2 separate regions of the Mus musculus genome follow, and region 1 is linked to region 2. Evidence: chromatin contacts called from public HiChIP or PLAC-seq data. All regions are on one chromosome and are shown on one strand. Each heading gives the region's core, a stretch centred on a gene start, on an enhancer-like site or on the middle of the called end of the contact. The rest is flanking DNA. Distances are from core to core; before and after follow the strand shown.

Region 1 (5,853 bases), core at 2,292-4,791, 260 kb after region 2:
CCACAGCGTGTGTATGTATGGGCAGACATGCATGTGCAAATAGCACATGCAGAGATTAGACTTTAGAGAGAGTTTGTTCCTTCCACTGTGGGATCTAGGGTTTGAACTGAAGTCAAGCTGTCAATCTTGCATGGCAAGCACTTTTTACCAATGGAGCCATCCTGCTGCTCTGGACTGCTTTTCTTTATGCATAAAATGACTGGCAAGAAAGGAAATGACTTAGGTCTGATATTGGCAAGTTAAGGAGCCAACATTTGTTTTATTTCGCTTAAAGCCTTGGCTGGGATGATAAAGAATGGAGAGACCATGATGCTCTGTTCTGACCACCAGGCTATAATAAATGAGATGTGTGCTCAGTTTTAATCTCATATTGGAGGAAATGTTCTAATAAGGATTACTCATAATGGGCTTTTGACACATTTTTGCCACTTCCAAAAGTATGAGGACACAAAGAAAATGAGAAGCAAAGCCTAACAGGAAAGCCTAATTAAAAGACTTTTTCCTCTATTTAAAAATATGAAACTGAGTCAGGCTTAGTGGTATGAACATAAATTTCAGATACTCAAGAGGGTGAGACAGGAGGACTGAAACTCATGGCCCACATGGACAACACAGAATGAATTCAAGAATGAATTAAACTGTACAAGTCAGTTTAGTGAGACCCTGTCCCAAGATCAGAAGAGGGCTGGGGATGTAGTCATTGACAGTATACTTGCCTAGCACGTGTATGACACTATGTAGAGAAAACAAGAGAAAGACTGAAGAAATGTTTCTGCTTTAAAAAAAGAAAGTGTTTTAAACTTCTGTATAATTCCTAGGCTTCAAGAAGACCTCCTTTAAAGTTCATAATTTTTAGAAACACAGAAAATTCTATCTAATCAGTTTCTATATGCTCATCACTTTATTTTTCTTCTTCTGTACCAAAGTATCCATTTTGTTAAAAAGTTTCTCTTGACCTTGTCTCCCATCCCAAGAACATCTACAAAGGATACTTTTTAAATAGGAATGGATTTGCACTACACTATACTACAATACTGTACTTCTTGTGTCTATGTGGAAACCCTTAGCAGCTCTAGTCCCATCATCAGAGATAGGTGGTGAGCAGCCCTAAAGCTTTGATAATAAGAGGTGAGCAAGCAATGGAATCTGCCAGGTCACCTTACCTTGACCCCGTCAAGGATTAGATTTACCAGAAATAAACAAAATTAGCTAGGACATGTTTAATTATAAAACGCAGCTCTTGGAATACACTTGAGGAAAACTTTCTAGGATTAAACTACACAACAACCCCCCTTTATATATCCTTTATTTTTTTTTCTTATTTCATAAGAAACTTTCTCTGGAATAAGCACCCAATTGGCCTCATGTACATTTGAGTCATGTTGGGCCATTTCAACCACCAGCTCATGCTGCCAACTTAACATTTATTTCCATCACTGTCCTGTCATTCTTCATATTGTGAATAGCCTAATTTTCCTCCTCAGCCCCAACTCAGTCGTCTTCCTCAGAACTTGACAATTAGATTGATGAAAATTTGAAACTGTGGTCAGGATCCCCGCCCCCCAACAATGAGCAGTCTTTGAACACATCCCATCAGGTAAAGATGTTTTTTTACATTGTATTGCTTGTGTATGGTTGGAAGAAAATGCATGTGTCATGGTCTCTGTGCGGAGGTCAGAGGAACATTTAATAGGGTCTGTTCTGTCCTACCTTTATGTAAGTTCTAGGGACCTAAGTCACGTCATGAGACTTCCACTGCAAGTGCTTTGCCCACTGGTCTTGCTGGTCTCAGATGATTTTTTTCCTGAATATTGTTTCTTCCCAGTCTGCGCTAGAATCTCTCCGTTCCTACTTTCTTCCATTTTTATCCTTTCTCTTATTTATCCTACATGGTAAATTTATGTGGCTATTTAAGTGGAATGAAATTAAAATGAATCTGATGTATAAGTTCAGTTTTGTTATTGTGTTAGCCACATTTCAAGTTTTCAATAACCCTGGCTACTGAATGGGATATCATAAACTTAGCACACTATTATCACCACAGAAAATTCTACTAAACAACATTGCTTGGTAGGGTTCCCTGACTTCTTTCTTATGTCATAGATTACTGATCTCAGGAAGACAGCTATCTTTTTATCCAACAGCAGTAAGAGCCATTACACAGGGACTCTCCTACCCTTCTAGTCACCAGAGCCTTAGGATACCACCAAAGTTTTAGAATAAATGCCACTTTCCTTTCTTGGTCTTGCAGGATCTTTCTAGTCTGCAAAATTAATGTGACTAAGACTTCCGCAGCATCCTTCTTCAATCATCACCCTCCAAAAATGTCTTTTCTCTGGTCTGTTCCTCCCACCCCGTGACTCTTTAACGTCACAAATGCTAAAGAAGTGCTGGTTAAATAAGGCAATATATTTGCTAGAAGCTTTCCTCCTATCTTTCCTCCATTTTCATGGTCTAGTCTTCTGCTCTTCAGCCAACCTTCTTGTGAGCTCACCTCTCCATTGACTATCTGCTCATGAATATGGGTTATTGCTGTCCTATTCAGCAGAGGTAAGATATGAAAGCAGCCTAGATAGCGACAAACACATGAAAGACTAACAAAAAACGTTTCACATATATATATGTATACACACACACACACACACACACACACACACATATATATATATATATATATATATATATATATATATATATATATACACCATAAAGAAAAAATAAAACTGATTTTCTTTTTTATCCGCAGGATCTAATGCCTTCCTCTGACCTCTGCAGTCACCAGGCACACACATGGTGTGGTGCACACACATGGTGTTGTGCACACACATACATACAGGTAAATATAAACATAAAAATGTCCTAAACTCTTTCTCAAGAATTAAAAAAAAAAGAATAAACCTTTAAAAACAAACATACAAAACGGAGTCTCAATCTTCCCATTTAAGTGACTAATTCTCGCCTATATGACTGACGTTACAGGAAAAGCGCCACGAGTAAATGTTTACATTATCCATGAACGGCGCCAGTGATCCAGTAAAATGTGTCTCCGCACCCCAGTTAGCTCTGCTCTTGCACCACTATGGGGGGACATCTAACTCTGAGAAAGTAGTCTGTCCTTTCTTTGGAAGCTGTGTGGAGAACTGAGGCTGTGGAGTGACTGAGAGAAAACCTGCAAACGCAAAGGCACGGGACATCCCTAGTCAAAGGAAGAGAACTACGTTGCCCTACCAGAGTCCTTTCTTCAGACTCTCTCAGGACGGCTTGGAAATTCCTCCCCCTTTCCCTGTTTCTCCCTTTTTGAAGGAACAGGGGATGGGTTAACAGCGTCTCTGTTGCTTCTTTCTAGAGACCCCCACAATTGCTGCAGATCGTAATGGAACACCGGTCACTCCCACCAGGACAATACCATGCCAGAAACCTGGAGCAAATTAGACGTGGGTGTTAGATGAAGAAAGCTGACAGGGCAGCACTAGTTCCCTTCTCAAAATGCACACAGAATGTCCACGGCAGCCTTCCAGAGCGCCGGATGGCGAGAGCTAACTGATAGGGAAGGCAGCGGCTTTTCCTGCCTTTTGCCTCCCTGCCGCTAGCTTTCAGTACACACACATCGCTGTGCTGATTACAAAGCTAAGCACATGGTGACTTCGGAATATACAGCTTCTTCGGCTTTGTGAAAATAAAAGAAATGCTGACAATGTGGGATAAGATCCTTGATTTCTCACATGCAACTAAAAGACCAGCAGTCCCTGACCAAATAAATGTTCTTAAAGTGTAAATTCAATATTCAAACCCATAAGTGACATTAAGAACACTGGAGAATAATAAAAAAAATAAAACCAACATCGGGGGAAATTTGCATTGAACACTTGTGGGATGTTGGATACTTTGTGATTTTTTTTTTATAGCTGCAAGGTCAAGGTAGTTTTTCACAGTGATTTGTACAGTTTGCTTATAAAAGAAAAACAGATTTAAGAGAGCGTTCAGCTATGTACAAAATAATCAAAGTTATAAAAATAACTCCCCAAATGAACCCTGACTGGACAATTTAGATGAAAATTCTATAAAAGGCAGATTGCTTGGGCCGGCAACATAGCTTTTGGTGTGCTGGAAGAAAATCAGTAGATGAAGAAACTTCTTTTACAAATATAAAAGAAAGAAAAAAAAATAGAAGAAAGGAAAGGAGGAAGGCTTCCTGCTTCACACCTGTGACCCCAGCCTGCAGGCAGGGTGACCTTCATGAGTGATCTTCAAGGGCAACCTGGACTACATCGGTTTTTGATACTGTCGTCCTGAGCTACAGAGTGAGAGACTGTTTCAAAACTAACTGACTAAATTATAAATCAAAATGCAGTAAAGGAAAAATGAAAAAGAAATGGAAAAATCAATAAGTTGATTAAAAAAAAAAAGAAACCCTTCCACCTTCTACCAAACAGATTTTGTTGTTAGGTAAACATAAGATAGTGACAACTTATGTACATATATATGCACACACACTCATATATATGTGTGTATATTATATATAATTATAATTAAGAGAAAGCTTATGAGCTTATAAAGCAGATGGTAGATTTGTGTCACAGCCTGGAAATGAATGGTTCTTTTGATGTAAGTGTATCTGACAGTTTCCTAGCTAAATACATGCTCTGGCCACACAGGTCTCAAAGATGGATAGAATGGAGAATCCTGCAGGACAGAAAAGACGAGCCACAAGCGTTGGCAACACTGATATTCTTTTACAGTGAGGATTTGAATTTTCAGCTTTGTGCTTAAACATGTTTTACCAGCAGAAAGTAAACCAACCCGGCTCATAATGCAACATTGGGCTGGCCATCTGGTTTGGAGTCAAGTTTAATAAACCCAGAGACATTAAATCTACTTGTCTAGCACTACAACTAATCAAAGAAAGACTGGTCAAAGCATCAGGGGTGGGAACAAGAGGACATTATTTGTGAATTGTGTAACTAGAGTTTCCATTCCTGTTTAACTTTTGAGAGAGAGAGACAGAGAGAGAGAGACAGAGAGACAGAGAAGGAAAGTAAGCGAGTGTGGGGGGAGGGAGGGAAGGGAGAGGGAGGGAGGGGAGAGGGAGAGGGGAGGGAGAGGGAGAGGGAAAGGTTGATTGATTTCAGGCATATAAGGGTCCTTGCAGCTCATATTTCTCATCCACAAGGAACTGGTGTTTGTTTAATAAGCAACTGGTTCACAACTGGGCTTCAACCGTCTGACCACATCCTGGAACATGCTGTTGAATCACACTCAGACCCACACTGACATCTGCAGGTAATTGAAACAGGGCTTTCCAGGACTGGATTCGAGACTCTGGATCCTCACTCGGGCCTTTTAGCTCATCACAGTAGGGTGCTAACCCATAAAACTTCAATATCCTGGATGGCAATGAGTTCCTTTCAAACATATTCTCAGTACTGAAGTGCTTTCATACAACAAATTAATGCAGCATATAGAAAATATGCTTGATTTTGCAGCAAAGGCCACAGACAGAGCGGTTTCCACCTGGTATAAGTCCAGCAATTTTTATTTTCACTGTACACATTTCCCCCCTTTTCACACAGTCTCCAAGTGGCACCCAGTACTTTCTCAGTACCTTATAGAAAGATTACTCCCCAAAATCTAAACTCAAGTTCGTAGTTATCCTAAGTTCACATCTATCAAAGAGTTTACACACACACACACACACACACACACACACACACCCCACAATTTACTGTAATAAATCTCTGCTAATCAGCATGCTTCTTTATATATTTCATCAAAACTCTAAACCATCTATAAAAATAGGAAGAAAACAGAACTGTGGCAAAAGTCAAGCTGCTCCATTCTGCCTAAGCATTCAGT
Region 2 (5,787 bases), core at 1,939-4,438:
ATTGAAGCCCTTGTGAGGTAGGCAAGCATAGAGAGAGCTTACCAACCTGGGCCTGCAGTTGGCTTGGCCTAGACCTGCACCCTTCCTTTAACAATGTGCCTGGCAACCGCCTGGCAACCTAAGATGCCCACCTTCATCAAGCTGCAGGTACACCATATTCCAACAATGGAATACATTTCTCTTCTTCTAGCTTCAAAAATACCCCTTTTCTGGTCAGTTTCCACTCAAGTGTGTTCCCAGGCTTATGTGAGATCGACAGGCCAGAAGGGAAGTTATCTGAACTGTTTTGGGGGTACACACATAGTAAGGTAAACTGTCTTAGAGTGAACTTTAGGGAAAAACTCTTTTTTACCAGCTTGTACCTATGCATAATTGGGTGTGCATCATGGGAACAGACATGTACTGAAAGCAAAAGCTTACATAATCCAATACGCTTGTCAATCAAAACAGAACTACCTGTGGTACACATCTTAGCAACCAAACATCTTCTGTTCTTCCTTCAGCCCATAAAGGAAGTACCCAGACAATAACCTGGTAAAGAAACAATAACAGTAAAGTTAAATAAATAAGGTTTTATGGGGTTGGAGAGATGGCTTGATGGTTAAGAGCACTGACTACTCTTCCAGGAGTCCTGAGTTCAATTCCCAGCAACCACATGGTGGCTCACAACCATCTGTAATGGGATTTGATGCCCTCTTCTCATCTATCAGAAGATAGCTACAGTGTGCTCATATAATTAAAATAAATAAGTCTTTTTTAAAAAATGAAATAAAGAGAAAAAAAAAAAGAAAGGTTTTATGATCCAAAAAGCCAGGTACTGAATTTGAATGTTCGAAGTTAGAATCTGGGCAGTATTATGTTTCTCCTGCTCTCTGCCTCCTTGAGCTCTGTGAGTTCAAGGCCAGCCTGGTGCACATAGTGAGTTCCAGGCCACCTTATGCTACAACTTTTATACAAATGTTCTCTTATACCTATTAAGCTTTTTTCCACTTAGAAATTGCAATCTTTTCCTAGGTCATAATATAAACTCTTTGTTTGTTTGTTTGTTTTTTGTTTGTTTGTTTTTTGTTTTTTGAGACAGGGTTTCTCTGTGTAGCCCTGGCTGTCCTGGAACTCACTCTGTAGACCAGGCTGGTCTCGAACTCAGAAATCCGCCTGCCTCTGCTTCCCAAGTGCTGGGATTAAAGGCGTGTGCCACCACGCCCGGCTAATATAAACTCTTATTCTTACCGACTATCTAATAATCAATTATGTAGCTGTATCATACATTGTCTCATGAGACATTTGAATACTTTTCAGCTTTCATAGTTGCTATTTTGGTATTTCAAGCAGACCATTTCAAATCACAAAGAAATAGCAGAAACCCACAAATTGAAGTTTGTTCTATATGATCACTGGCCTGAACACCTCAAAAAAGACTTGAAAAACTGAGAGAGGCTTAGGATCTGTTTGAAATAAATAGTGACAAAGGGACAGCATAACTCAAAGGAATGCTCAACTCGGAACTACACCCCAACTAGAAAATAACCTTTCGCTATAAGGACATTTTAGAAAGTATAGGTGGGCTGGGAGTGGTGGCGCATGCCTTTAATCCCAGCACTTGGGAGGCAGAGACAGGCGAATTTCTGAGTTCGAGGCCAGCCTGGTCTACAGAGTGAGTTCCAGGAAAGCCAGGGCTGCAGAGAAACCTTGTCTTGAAAAACCAAAAAAAAAAAAAAAAAAAAAAAAGTATAGGTGGAAGGTAAATATGGAATGAACACACCACATAGTATGTCAATGTTAATTTCTTTTTTAAAAGAAATTATTTATTTTATATGAATACACTGTCACTGTCTTTAGACACATGAGAAGAGGGTATCAGATCCCCTTAGAGATAGTTATGAGCCACCATGTTCATGGGAATTGAACTCAGGACCTCTGGGAAAGCAATCAGTGCTCTTAACTGCTGAGCCATCTCTCCAGCCCCTATGTTAATTTCTTGATTGTAATCATTGTCCTGTAATTACGTAAGAGAATATCCTTGGTCTAGGGCTATAACTCAGTAGTAGAACTCTTGCCTAGCATGGAAAAGCCCTAGGATCCATCGTTAGCACTGCAAAAAGAAAACATACTGTGTTTAGGGAGATGGTTCAGCAGGTAAAGGGCTTGCTGCCAAGCCTGACGATCTGAGATTGTTTCTTTTTCTTTTTCTTTTTTGGTTTTGGTTTTGGTTTTGGTTTTTTGAGACAGGGTTTCTGTGTGTAACCCTGTCTGTCCTGGAACTCACTTTGTAGACCAGGCTGGCCTCGAACTCAAAAATCCACCTGCCTCTGCCTCCCAAGTGCTGGGATTAAAGGCGTGTGCCACCAAGCCCGGCTGAGATTATTTCTTAAAACCTATATAGTAGAAGGAGAAACCTTATTCCCAGTAGTTGTCCTCTGGGCTCCATACATGCAGTGTGATAGTCTCCATTGTGTCTCTCTCTATGTGTCCTGTGCTCTCACAATCTCTTCTTTCTCTCTGTTTCTCTTTGTGTGTGTGTGCGCGCGCACGCGCGTGTGTCTTACTCTCATGCTCTGTCTTGCAGTTTGTTTTTTTGTGGGAGTGAGTTTCTTTAAAAAAAAAAAAACAAAACTCTTATTGATTCTTTGCAAGTTTCACATCATGCACCCCAGTCCCATTCATCTTCCTGTCTCTTCATATCTGTCCTCTGCCCTTGAACCTCCTCTTAGAAAATAAAACACACACACACACACACAGAGAGAGAGAGAGAGAGAGAGAGAGAGAGAGAGAGAGCATCTTGTTCTGGAAGCTGTACACTGTGTCCCACAGCATACCCCTCTGTCCACACATCTTCACTAGCTAATGTTCACTGCAATGAGTCATTGGTCTGGTTTGAGATCTCTGGCTTCTGTGACACCATCAGTGTTGGATCCTTACCAGGACTCCTCTGGGTTCTCCTGTTGTTGCCCTATGTCATGGAGATCCTGCAGCTTTGAATCAGCAGCACTGGCCCTTTGAAGTGCCCCAATAGTTCACAACTGTTGTAGATTTTGGGCTGGGCCATCTCAAATGCCTGGATCTGAGCCAGGGTGATAACTGAGCTGGGCAGCCCGCTGCCTCTCTCTTATCTGTACCACCAGAGCTAACTCTGGCACTGTTCTTGCTAGGCTACCAAATGCCACAATAAGCAGTAGGCAGGGTTAGTTCTGCTCTCCTCCCTTGGGACTGGAGCCAGCAAGTGGGTGGGTCAGCTCTCTTCCTCTCACACCCTTGGGGCTGGTTCACTCATGACTTCGAGATCAGAGACTTCTCCACTGTATTGTCCAGGGGAGGTGTGAGGCTGGCTCTCCCAACAGTGAGGGACAAGGCCAGCTCTTCATCTCTCATCATCTAGAAGCCAGCTGTCCCATGCTCATACCCAAGGGACCACAGGACCATCCAATCTGTGCTCCCCCAACCAGGGTCAGCTCTTTTGTTCTGCCTAGGCAAGGCTCAGGGCCTGCTCTCCTGGATGCTACAAGTGGCAAGGGGCAGGGCCATCTTCTCTTGTTTTTTTGAAACAGAGTTTCTCTGTGTAAACACCCCTGGCTGACCTGGAACTCAATTTGTAGAACACACACACGGGGGTGGGGATAAAGGAAGGGAGGGAATGAGAAATGTAAGAAATTTATAAAAGAATACTGTCCTTAGAAAACACATATCCAGGGTTTAGGAACAAAGGGAGCACTTTTTTTAAAAAAACAACTTTTCTGTGATTTTTAAATCTTTCACAAAGTTGAATATACTAGCCAAAACAGCAATTTTTCTCCAGAGACTCTGAAGAAGGTAAAACCTAGGGACAGCAAACTCTAGAAAGAGGAGCAATCCTGAGAAAGACTATTTAACTGAGAAACCACATCTGAGTGGCCTTGGCTCCTGCTTCACAGTAGGGTTGATGCTATTTTCCCCTCCTGTGACTCACACTATTATTAGAGCTCTCTCAGGATTTTTTCTTTCTTTTTCTCCCAGATGTTGTCTTTAAGCCAGAATTTGTTGCTGAGTCTGTGGTAGAGTGTTTCCCTAGCATCTTCAAGGCCCTGGGTCCCATCCCAAGCATCTCCCCAGATGCCTTATATGGGCTTTTCCAGGCATGGTGGTTTATTCCTACAATCCCAGTATTTGGGAGGCGAGGCAGGAAGAGTGCTATGACTGCTAGACAGGCTTGGGCTCCATTGTGAGTTCCAGGACAGCATGGGCTAAAGTGTATGATCCTCTTTCAAAACACAATTTAGGTTGGTAGTGGCAATGCACACTTTTAATTCTGGCACTCAAATCTCTCCCAACAAGTGGATCTCTGTGCATTTGAGGCAAGCCTGTTTTACAAGTGAGTTCCAGGACAGCCAAGGCTATACAGAGAAACCCTGTCTTAAAACCACACACATACACACAAACACACACACACACACACACAGAGAGGGGGGGTATGTTGGATATCCTGTTTCATGTTTAATGTCAACCTGACACCATATAGAGTCACTTGAGAGTAGGGATTGTGAAATGAAGAACTGACTCAATCTATTTGGTCTGTGGCCATGATTGTGAGGAATTACTAATTAAAGTGGGAGGGACCAGCCTACTTTGGGCAGTACCATTCTTGGACAGGTGGGACATGGGGTATAAAGGAAAGCTAGCATTGGCTAGACATGGTGGCATATGCCTTTAATCCCAGCAGTCAAATCGCAGGGGCAGGCAGATGTCTGTGAGTTTGACACTAGCCTGGTCTACATATAGTGAGTTGCAGGACAGCAGAGATACATAGTTAAAACCTGTCTCAAAAAAAAAAAAAAAAAAAAAAAAAAGAGCTGGGCGTTGGTAGCACACGCCTTTAATCCCAGCACTTGGGAGGCAGAGGCAGGCAGATTTCTGAGTTCAAGGCCAGCCTGGTCTACAGAGTGAGTTCCAGGACAGCCAGGGCTACACAGAGAAACCCTGTCTCAAAAAAAAAAAACAAAAAAAAAAAAAACAAAAAACAAAAAACAAAAAAAAAAGAAAGAAAGAAAAGAAAAAGAAGAAGCAAAAAAGAAAAAAGAAAAAGAAAAAAGAAAGTAAAGAAAGCTAACATTGGGGCTGAAGAGAAGGCTGGGTGGTTAAAAGTACTGGCTGTACTTCCAGAGGACCTGGGTTCTAATTCCAGTACATGATAGCTCATAGCCACCTGTAACTCCAGTTGCAAGGGTTCAATATCCTCTTCTGGCCTTGATGGATATTATATACATGTGGTACAAAGACATGTAGGCAGTCAAAACACGCATGCACATTTAAAAAATTAAAAAGTTTCCAAAAAGATAGTGTGATAGTGTTTTCTAAAGCAAACAAATCCTAAAACAAAACAAACAACAACCAAAAGAGAGCAAGCCAATGATCAGGTTCCTACCTCGAGTTCTGCTCTGACTCCCCTCCATGATGAATTGTGGCAACAGTGGACCACATTGTAATCCCAGCATTTGGGAAGCCTAAGGCAGGACTATTAGCACAAGGTTGAGGCCAACCTTAGCTAGATGCTCAAGTCCAAACCAGCCTAAAACAGTGAAATTTTTTAAAGATGTACTTTGGAGATCAGAAACACTGTTTAGAGGGTAAAGCTGCCTGATGCCAGGCCTCACGACTTGAGTTTGGGACCCAGGTGGAAGGAAAGAACCAAGTTCTGCAAACTGTCCTCTGACTTCCATAAGCAGGCCACGGTACACACATGTACAGATACATACATGTGCACACATAGATAAACAAACGAGGGGGCTGGAGAGATGGCTCAGTGATTAAACTGAC

What was found. HiChIP or PLAC-seq counts read pairs in DNA pulled down with a chosen protein or histone mark.
Region 1: an HNF4G HiChIP or PLAC-seq map of pancreatic cancer cells shows a contact between it and region 2. The contact joins two enhancer-like sites. A contact is called at or near these places in 12 of 39 promoter capture datasets (the C10 cell line, HPC-7-derived erythroid cells, cranial neural crest and 8 more), 5 of 115 datasets of contacts at active chromatin or transcription factors (embryonic forebrain, embryonic hindbrain, embryonic stem cells and 2 more) and 1 of 9 other capture datasets (adipose tissue).

The regions. Positions count from the first base shown.
Region 1 is chrX:53,228,665-53,234,517 of GRCm38.p6, forward strand. It overlaps a transcript of Plac1 not described here. Among named protein-coding and RNA genes, the nearest start is that of Fam122b, 38 kb to the right of the region's middle. Within about 2 kb of position 3,542, at least 34 of the 459 cell types and tissues checked have an H3K27ac peak or open chromatin away from gene starts, as enhancers often do. A contact at or near this core is called in pancreatic cancer cells, where this site is marked.
Region 2 is chrX:52,968,358-52,974,144 of GRCm38.p6, forward strand. No RefSeq gene overlaps it. Among named protein-coding and RNA genes, the nearest start is that of Hprt, 17 kb to the right of the region's middle. Within about 2 kb of position 3,189, at least 64 of the 459 cell types and tissues checked have an H3K27ac peak or open chromatin away from gene starts, as enhancers often do. A contact at or near this core is called in pancreatic cancer cells, where this site is marked.